Regions from separate parts of the Anas platyrhynchos genome. Here all the other regions are linked to region 2. A link is a contact called in public Hi-C data. All regions are on one chromosome and are shown on one strand. The core of a region is the stretch at or near the end of the contact, and the rest is flanking DNA. Distances in the headings are between cores, read along the strand shown.

Evidence for each region. Hi-C and Micro-C count contacts between places; a contact is called where the count stands out from the background.
Region 1: a Hi-C map of subcutaneous adipose tissue shows a contact between it and region 2, with 2.5 times the contacts expected there. The contact joins two enhancer-like sites. A contact is called at or near these places in 4 of 8 Hi-C or Micro-C datasets (F1 follicle, skeletal muscle and subcutaneous adipose tissue).
Region 3: a Hi-C map of subcutaneous adipose tissue shows a contact between it and region 2, with 2.3 times the contacts expected there. The contact joins two enhancer-like sites. A contact is called at or near these places in 3 of 8 Hi-C or Micro-C datasets (F5 follicle, liver and subcutaneous adipose tissue).

Annotation. Positions count from the first base shown.
Region 1 is chr6:19,608,217-19,611,310 of IASCAAS_PekinDuck_T2T, reverse strand. It overlaps NDST2 (N-deacetylase and N-sulfotransferase 2), which reads right to left. Exons shown (of 16, transcript XM_027459798.3): 9 at 1,369-1,551; 10 at 468-564. Among named protein-coding and RNA genes, the nearest start is that of ZSWIM8, 83 kb to the left of the region's middle. Within about 2 kb of position 1,455, at least 4 of the 8 cell types and tissues checked have an H3K27ac peak or open chromatin away from gene starts, as enhancers often do. A contact at or near this core is called in F1 follicle and subcutaneous adipose tissue, where this site is marked.
Region 2 is chr6:19,473,350-19,476,312 of IASCAAS_PekinDuck_T2T, reverse strand. CAMK2G (calcium/calmodulin dependent protein kinase II gamma) reads right to left here. Exons shown (of 23, transcript XM_027459811.3): 19 at 1,429-1,554. Among named protein-coding and RNA genes, the nearest start is that of NDST2, 15 kb to the left of the region's middle. Within about 2 kb of position 1,287, at least 3 of the 8 cell types and tissues checked have an H3K27ac peak or open chromatin away from gene starts, as enhancers often do. A contact at or near this core is called in F1 follicle and subcutaneous adipose tissue, where this site is marked.
Region 3 is chr6:19,631,047-19,633,972 of IASCAAS_PekinDuck_T2T, reverse strand. It overlaps ZSWIM8 (zinc finger SWIM-type containing 8), which reads left to right. Exons shown (of 25, transcript XM_038181257.2): 22 at 203-371. Among named protein-coding and RNA genes, the nearest start is that of ZSWIM8, 60 kb to the left of the region's middle. Within about 2 kb of position 1,607, at least 3 of the 8 cell types and tissues checked have an H3K27ac peak or open chromatin away from gene starts, as enhancers often do. A contact at or near this core is called in subcutaneous adipose tissue, where this site is marked.

The DNA of each region.
Region 1 (3,094 bases), core at 206-2,705, 130 kb before region 2:
GACAGAGGTCAGACAAAAGAGGATCTCAGCCTCCTACTGGCAGTGACATGGAGCATGCAGTGCGCACAGAGATCTGTCGCAATAAAAGCACTAGGGGACATTCATCGTAACCTTTGCTAAGCGTGTGTTTAGTCCTGCTGACAGCTTGTGTCTTGTGAAAATCTAAGAAAGGTCATGGTTTCTCTGAGCTCGTGGGGAAAAGCCAAAACACAGCTCTGCAGGTAGGGCTTCTTCCTGCAAATCAGGACTGATCTGAGGAAACTGCCAACATGCAAAGTGACAGACTTGCCAGATTTAATTTAGACCAAATCTGACATTCTCTGAAATATCCTCTGTGGTCATTTGGCAGCTTGCACAAAGGGCAGCCATACAGATCTACAACAGAGATCCTTCCAGCTCTCCTCTCTAGAGGAATGAGATGAAAGTTGCAATCTACTTTTTAGATAAATTAGAAAGATAAACATTACCAGTTTTCTGAGGTCCCACGATGAGGAACTTGGGGAGTCGATCACATGTTTTCTCTTTGGACCAGATATCCTTGTGCCTCTTATCATCGCAGGGATTCTGCAGCATAAGAGATGGGATTAAGCATTACCACAGGAGCAAATGGAAAGGGGAGGAAAAGCTGCCAGGCCAGTCCTCCAGGGAAGATGCTATTAGCATATGAAGAACACTTCACAGCCACACTGCTGCTCTGCCAGGCATCAAGAAGAATTAGAGAAAACAGGAGGGAACATTTTCAAACTCCAAAGTGATACAGGAGCCAAAGTCCCCCTGAGAGTGTTAACCACAGGTCTTGCCCTACGCAGCCACACTGGGTGGGGCCCCCCCGATAGTACAGCTCAGCATCTGTGGAATTCTGGCAGACAGACAACTCTATCACCCTCAGCTAATTTCATCTGCTCATTACCATGCAGAGAGCTGCTGTGCTGGGATAAAATGGAATAAACATGTTTTTATTTAATGAACATGAATTCTGCGGTGTGAAATTACTTTACGATTAATCACATTAACATGCCTGCAAGCTTTTCCAGCAACAAACAGGGCTCCTTTCCTCATACACTTAACATTTCACAGCGCCTTGCTCTAATATAAGCCCTTTCATGATCCAAACTTCCACCAACCTCCTTCCAGTCACCTCTGACAGCCATCCTTGCCTCCAAGCTCACACTGTGACTGCGGCCTACCACCCCTGGTCCCCCATCCCTTCCACTTTGCGATTTGCCCCCTGCAGCCTGAAGCCACAAAGGTTAAACCTAACGACTTCATGCATTACCACGCTGTGCTCTGCAGCAGCAGTCTCTCTGCTGTAAGTGTGGGACACACCTCTTGGAAAACCACTAAGAGCGGTTAAAACTGCCTTCTCACCTGCCACAAGGGATTCTTCTCCTGGGGAAAGATTTCGAAGTACTTTTTTGCAAGTTGGACAGGGGGCAGTGTTTGCAGGCGAAGATTGGTCCAGCACTGCACAAACTTGACCAGGCTCTCAAAGGTGTACAGTCCCAGGCGGTCATTCCCATAGTTAGACAGGTGGGTCATGAAGATGCTGATCTGAAAAGAAGGAGGACATGGGATGCTGCTAAAGCAGGTAATGGTGCTGTTTCCTCCTGGCTTGTTTGTGCTGCCAGGAAGAGGCCGTTCGCACCTCAGGCTGCCCTGCCTGTCTGGGCTGACAAACAGCACTGCACCGCTGAAAAATTAAATATATTTTGTGTTTGCAAGGCAGCAGAAACTCAGGACGGAAGGAGGGACACGCACCTCTCAGTAACCTCTGGGAGTGGCGGCAGAGGTAAGCTCTGCCTGTGAGTCCCGAACAGTTTCAAAAGCCCCTTCAGGTGGCTCTGGGACATATTGGGGAACAGGCAGTGACTCTCTCTAGACAAAAACAGGAGCTTCCCCTTCTCTCTCCAAGGCACTGCCAGGGCAGCTGTAGCTGCAGCATCTGCTCCAACCAGCAGGGCAGCCGCTGGGAGCGGGGCAGCATGCTGCACACCAGGGCACAGGACAAGTTTTCACAGGAGTTATTGCAGGCCTGCAGCCTGTGCCTAGGGGAATGCAGTGGATTTCTGTCAATTCAACCCAGCAGCGCTTTGCCAGAAACGAGGCTAGAACCACACCAAGGCTAGAAGTCAGCAAAACAAAAGCAGCACGTTAAGGCCAATGGAAGAATGACTTATGTGTGACAGAGCCCTCCGCATCCAGTGCCTGCTGCTGCAGGGAGGGGAGGGGACCTCAGTAATGGCACTGCTCAATCCTGGTGAGGCCAGCAGCCAACAAGAGGCTGTGTTGGCAGGGGGCAGGAATGGCCTTCCTTCTCCTAGTAGGGAAGAGCAAAAGGAGGAGGGGGGAGACAGATGGGTTTGGATGAAGAGGTTTGCTGGCACTCAGGAGGTCTGAATTCAGTTTTCTGCCCAGTGTCACCACGGGCTGTTACCAGTGCATCTCAGCTGGAGCTGCTGAGCGATAGTACCTCTGTGACTGACCATCCCCAAGACACTGGAAATTAATTTAATCCTGTCCATGAAGGGATCACACATCAGGGTCTTTGCATATGCAACAGCAAATAGTGGTGGCACTCTGGGACACGCAGAAACTGAATGGAGTTAGAGAGTTAGCACATTTGTCTGCCTGTGAATTTTTCACTTCTGGTTTCCTACCAAGCTGACAGGGGCCCTGCTAGACAGGCTGTGGCACCCACACTTCAAAGAGCAGCGTGCACTTGGTGCTGTTGTGCAAAAAGGATGTGCTCAGTTCGACACAGCAAAGCACAGAAAGATCTGGGCTGTAGTATGGAGCACACTGGAAGGCAAAAGGATGCGTCTCCTGTTGTCTTTTTCCCATTTTTGAGAGACACCAGGAGGTGGTGTGATAGCAAAGGGTGCCTCATCCCCTGACATACTGGTGGAACATTTAGAGGAAAGGTTTGCTGCACGAAGTGCCTGACCCACTGCCATAATCCAAGCACTGCAGCAGGGAGGACACAGAGCACCATCAGGAACACTTTCAAGGTTTGCAGAATAAAAAGCTTGCATGGGACCAAGGTTAGCCACTATGTCTCAAGACTAATTGCATTCAGTAAGATCTTCATGCCATC
Region 2 (2,963 bases), core at 38-2,537:
CTTGGTTTACCACAGCTGATGCCCCATCCCCTTTGAAGCCTTCCATCACCCTTACTGATATCTGGAGTCCTTCAAACTGACAGAGTTTGGCTCAGCTCTGTGAAGTAACACTACTTAAGGTCTATGACTGTATGCACACCCAACAGATCTTCAGCCTTCCCCACAGTTTCCCTTGAGGTAGGCTATGGTACACATCATACAAGTGTATAGGAGGTGCTCTATCATTGTCTTCACCATCACCATTACCACATAATTTCTAATCCCTACCACCAGAACTGTAATTCATCTGCCCTTAGGCATCTGAAGTGTAGGTGTCTGAAATGGAACTAGTCACCAGTCTTCTCCTTTAGGCCCTGAAAGAAGTAAGCAACTCTGCAAGCCTCACCTGAGGTATTTCAGATGCCTATCATTAGGAGCACAGCCCTGAAACACAACCTACCATCTTTAGGTGTCCAATTCAGAAAAGCTGACTCCCACTGTAGATGCCAGAAGATGTTAGTGCAAACTCCCCTCCACCTTAAACTTTCATCCACATGCGCGTATCATCCCAGCACTGGGAAGCACAGCTGAAGAGCAACAAGGTGATAATCCCAGTGGCTCAGAAAGATGCCTGCACCCACTCTGGAAATCTATTAAGAGGATTATACTACCCAGTTAGCCACGGGAACATCTTGGTTAGGGAACAACTGGCTCGTGGTGGTAAGGGAGCTAGTTTTACTGCTCGGGCTGTATAAATTTCCACATACGAAGTGACATATAGAAGGAATGGATCAAAATGACACAGTGGGCTATGCCTATTATGAAAAACACTTTCACAAGCAAATCGCCTGGAACGGCTTCCCCACGAAGCATGGCTACACATTGGATCCCCCTCCTGAACATGTGCCACACCTGTAAAACATGGTCCATGGGAAAGGCTCCACTTGGGATGAATGCCAAATCTGCAGACCGCAGCCACCGTGTGCTGGCTCGTCTCAAGACCTGCACCCGTCTCCCAAACGTCACCACACAGCAGCGCTGACCCTTCAGCGCAAATCCTCTCCATCAGACTGCGCTTGCCTTCTGGCTTCTCCTACATGTCCCGAGCCCGCAGTGACACACAGAAGGCGACCCGCGTTTTGCAGCGGGCAGCGTCCCCGGACCGGGGGCAGGACGGCGTTCCCACCAGCTGTGCTGCACCCCCGAGGGGGCCGCGCAGCGCGGGCCCGGCCCCGGGGCTCCCCCCGGCGGCCTCCGCCGCTCCCCGCAGCCGGCCCAGGCCCGGCCCGGGAGCGCCGCCTGGGGGCGGCCCGAGGCCTGCGGCCTGCCCGGGGCTCGCCGTGCCCGGCCGGCCCGGGGGGGTGAGGTGTTGGGGAGAAGGGGAGCCCGGCGCCTAGGGGAGCTAGTCAGTCGCACTACTCGGCTACTGCTACCCAGCTGCTAACTTACACGGTGCACTGCTGTGCACAAAGGGAACTACTGGAGTTAGCAAGGGCTCCGACCGAGCACGCTCTAACTCCAGTGTCTGCCCTGGGCTGTCCCAGGCAAGAAGCTTCTCTTCACAAGACTGGGTAGCTGCAAAACAAACGTAAGCGTTAAAATAATGAACAAACGAACGTAAACCAGAAAGCAAAATAAAGACCAACACAGAAATACAAACACACGCAAGCCCCAACCCGTGGGCACACAGAGACGCCCCCGTCCCAGCGAGCTGTGCCCGCTCTGCTCCGCAGCCTGTCCCGTGGGGCACCCCTCGGAGTGCTGGGGGTGCTCTGAGGGAGAGCTCACGCTGGCCAGGAGGGTGACAGAGCAGCAGAGGGCAAGTACGAGGTGGGAGAGAGGGAGAAAGGAAGCAGGGCAGCCAAACCACTGCACACCAACCCGGAGAGGAGCGGGGAGGGAGAACGCTGCCCCGCACTGCTCGCTGCTGCTCCTCGGGGCTCCACGCAGGGCCTCGCCAAGAACAAGAGGAACGAGGTAATAAGGAAGCGGTGATGGACAGTTCACTGCAAAACGGACTCGAGATCATTTCCCTTCCATTCTGGCTAGACAAAACACCATGCCCATTATGCCTCACAAACCAGCAGTTTGACATTCTTAGAGCTACTTCAGAAACATTAACACGGAGGCTCTGACTGCTGCATCATGAGGCACTGGCGCTGTGCGCAGGAAACCAGGAATAGATGACAGGAGGAGACAGAAGAGGGCATGCCTGCTCCTCTCTTCCCACCAGACTGCCCTGAGCAGAATCAAATACTTCAGGTGTACCCAACTCACATTAAGGATCTGTCGCAGCATTAAGCAGTCAGACAACTAGTAAGGTACATGTGTAGGGGGAAGGCTGAGACCCCACCTAAATGTCCGACCTGCTAGCATTCTCACACCTCATTTCAGAGGTGTTCAGCCACAGATTCCTCTACGGAGACAGCTGGTTCGGGAGGGATCAGGGCAACATAGTTGACAGACTAACCACGCTACCAGCAACTGAGCACGGCAGACATGCAAAGTAAAGCACAACAGAGAGAAAGATGCCCCTCAGAGCCAACATTATTCAAGGATTTTCACTAGGTGCACCTGATGCACCATCAGCATCCAGGGAGCTCCTAAGTTCTTGCCAAGTGAGACTGAATTCAGCCTCACACATCCCCCTCCATTGCAGAACTGCACCACTGACCCCATTTACAGAAAAGGAACCTACAGAGATGCAGCGACTTTCCCAGGGAAACCCCAAGAGACATCTCTCCTAAGAAGCCCACACCTCACCCAGATGAAAGCAAAGGAATGAAATTGATCTGGATGAGATTCTGCCTTTTCAAAAGGGGAAGGAAAAGCTTGGAAGTTTTCAGTGTGCAAAGGAGGGTATTTTGGAGGAAGGGAGATGATTTCTTTTTATTCTGGAATACTAGAAATGAAAAAAATCAACATTTTGGAAAGAAGTTCAGGAAAGGAAAAATCTGGGGGAAGGAGAAATGGGAAAGGTAGAG
Region 3 (2,926 bases), core at 358-2,857, 160 kb before region 2:
GAAAGATTAGATTTAAATGGAGGAAGAGCAAGCAGATGTAATAGTCATGTGGTGCAAGTTAGTTACTGTGCTGCTTACTGAGCTTCCTCCTCCTTGTACGATTGGATTTCCCATGCTCTGGGTTTTGTGTGGGGGCATCATGTTTTGAACTTCTAAATGGTCAAATAGAGTAGGCATGACTGTTGCTCATCTTCTTTTTTAGGGTGTCCATCCAGCGTTCATAGGAGCTCAATACCCTTACTCGGTAACAACGCCATCACTGGCAGCTACAGCAGTGTCATTCCCTGGTGTGCCAGTCCCATCCATGACGCAGATTGCGGTGCATCCCTATCACAGCGAGACGGGACTGTCACTGTCTTCCAATGTAGCGAGTAAGTGTTACAGCCCTGGACTGGGCGTAGCATAGGAGGTACAGCCTCACAGCTGTACCCCAGCCACGTCCTGCTCCTCACCAACATTGGTTGGTTGGCACCAGAGTTATTGCTCTGAGAAGTTCTGAACAAATCCACCCCAGCCTAAAGATGCGCATGCTCAGGGGTACTGGTTCATTATGGGGCCTGATTCAGCTAGTGGAGCTTTAATTTCTGTGTAGATACATTTCCAGTACTGAGCTCTCTGTTTGGAGGTGTCCTGGCCCTTCTGACCTCTAACTTGCTAGAGCTTTAGCCCTCTTTGTTATTTTTTTCCCCCTCAGCAGCCTCTCCTCAAGACAAGGTGAGCATAGATGATCTTGAGCAGTGGTTCCTTTGGATCAGACGAACAGGCAGTAGCATTAATAGGTGTCTTTCATGCCCTGAGGAATTTGAGGCAGCCGGTACCTGAAACGTGGAACCTCTGTAGAGAGGACAGATGTTTTGGCAGTCATGGCAATGGCAGTCTGAACGACTGCTCACACGTTGTGTTGGGGCTTGAGTGGTGGTGGAGATCATCAGGCAGTGAGCAGCACTGGAACAGCATATGTTGACTGAGTTGTGGACGTGTTCTCATTGCCACGGGGTTCTGCACTAGCAAGTTGTGGTTGGACCCAGGCTCTGTTATGCCCTAACTGCAGTGGCTATGATGTGTCTGTTTATGAATTTGTTTATCTATCAGTGTGTTGCAACTCACTAGGTTCTGGAAACTTGGCATGTGGGAAAACACTTAAGAGATGTGCTGGCCTCCTTCATATCCAGATTATCAGGAGAAAGGGGATTCCTTTTCAGTTACTTTTAAGTGCGCTATCTTTAATTTCAATGCCAAAAGACACCGCAAAAGGAAATACAAGAGTCCTGAAGGCCTCAGGATATAAAGAGTATCTTTTGCTGACAGCCTTAGTCCTAGGCTGATGCTGCGACTCTTAGCAATGAGAAGCCATTTCTGTAAGAGTTATGAATCTTCTAGAAGTGTTAACTAATCCTAGAGCACTTACACTAACAAAAGAATAAAACAACCCCACCCTTCCCACTTGCCATTGTTTATGGTTTTCAGAAACTTGTTTTCAGTTCTTAAAATACGGTTTTGCTGTTCCTGGAGTACATAGGCACATGGTGATGCTCAGGCTCTGGCAACAGTTCAGCTTAGCTCATTCTTGTGGGTTTTTCTCCTCGGCCAGACGTCAAATGCAGCGTGGATTTTGCCCCACTTTGTGGATTGTTTGGCACTGTGTGTTTGCTTGGCTGAGGAGGTCAGACAGATCTGTCCTGGGAGGCACATTGTTCTCAGTTATTCAGCTGTTCACTAGTAAACATTAAAAAAAATGTTGGAGGGGTCAGGGGAAGAGAGAAATCAGAATTTGGAGCATTGCCCAAATGTGTAGTAGCACCACATGAGAACTACCACTACCATGGTGTAATAGTATCACAGAGAACCTGTGAAATACAAGTGGCAATGTGCACCCACCTAATAGCATCTCTGCTCTGAAATGCTCAAGAAAACCTTGTTTTTCCTTCTCCATGCCTTTCTTGAGAGAAAGATTAACTTGAGTCCCTTGTCAGAATACAGCTTACTGGCTCAGTATTAGCTGCTGTCTATACAAGCTTGTGTAGTACAATGTGTAATGGGTTTTCCTGTGATTTCCCTTGAATTTGCCCATATTAGTTCACTGTCTGAACGTGACAGAACCTTCTCAAGTTCCCTTGCAGTTTTTACTGTAGATAACTGCTGCCAGTGTATGCAACAGCTGTTCTTTACAAGGTTTGATTGGAAGCTAGCCTCCAGTAATGTTCTTCCCACATAGTATCTGGATGGAGTCATAGCTGACTTAAACAGGAGTGGAAGAACTTTGCAATGTTAGACTTTCTTTGAGAGACTTAATACTGTTCTGGCTCAGGGATTTTCCTCAGCAGTTTCACATCAGATGTAGATGTGCATGTGTGTGTTTCCGTAGACAAGAAATCAGAACCAAACATCATTTAGTAATAGCAAAGGCCTTGGAGTCAATACCTCTATTTACATGTAAAACATGGATGATATGCACGTCCATGGTATATTGCAGAAGAGATGGGCAAGTGTGTAAATTGACCCCCTTCAGGCCCTGCTTGCAAATAAAATAGAGATATTCTTAGCCCCTTGTATTTCAGTTTTAAGTCTGTGGTTTTCAGTTGCTGTATTGTTCTGTTTAGGGGAACAGGACAGTACATTGGCAGGGGGTGGTCAGTTGAGGGAGATGACGGCCCAAGTAAACCTTCTTCTAGGCTTGGTGGTGGGTCCTAATGCTGCTGTTTTGCTCTCTTCAGTAGGAAGTGTCCATGCAGGATCAACGTTCCCAGCGATTCAGGGGGCTTCCTTGACAACTCTGTCCTCACAGCCCAACTCCCTTGTTACAGGGGGTTTTCCTGCCGAGGATGAGCAGCACAGTCAGCCTGTGAGCCCTCAGGGTCTGCACTACCTCCACTCCGCATACCGAGTTGGTAAGGATGGCCAAGTGGGTTTCTATGGCCCCGTCAGA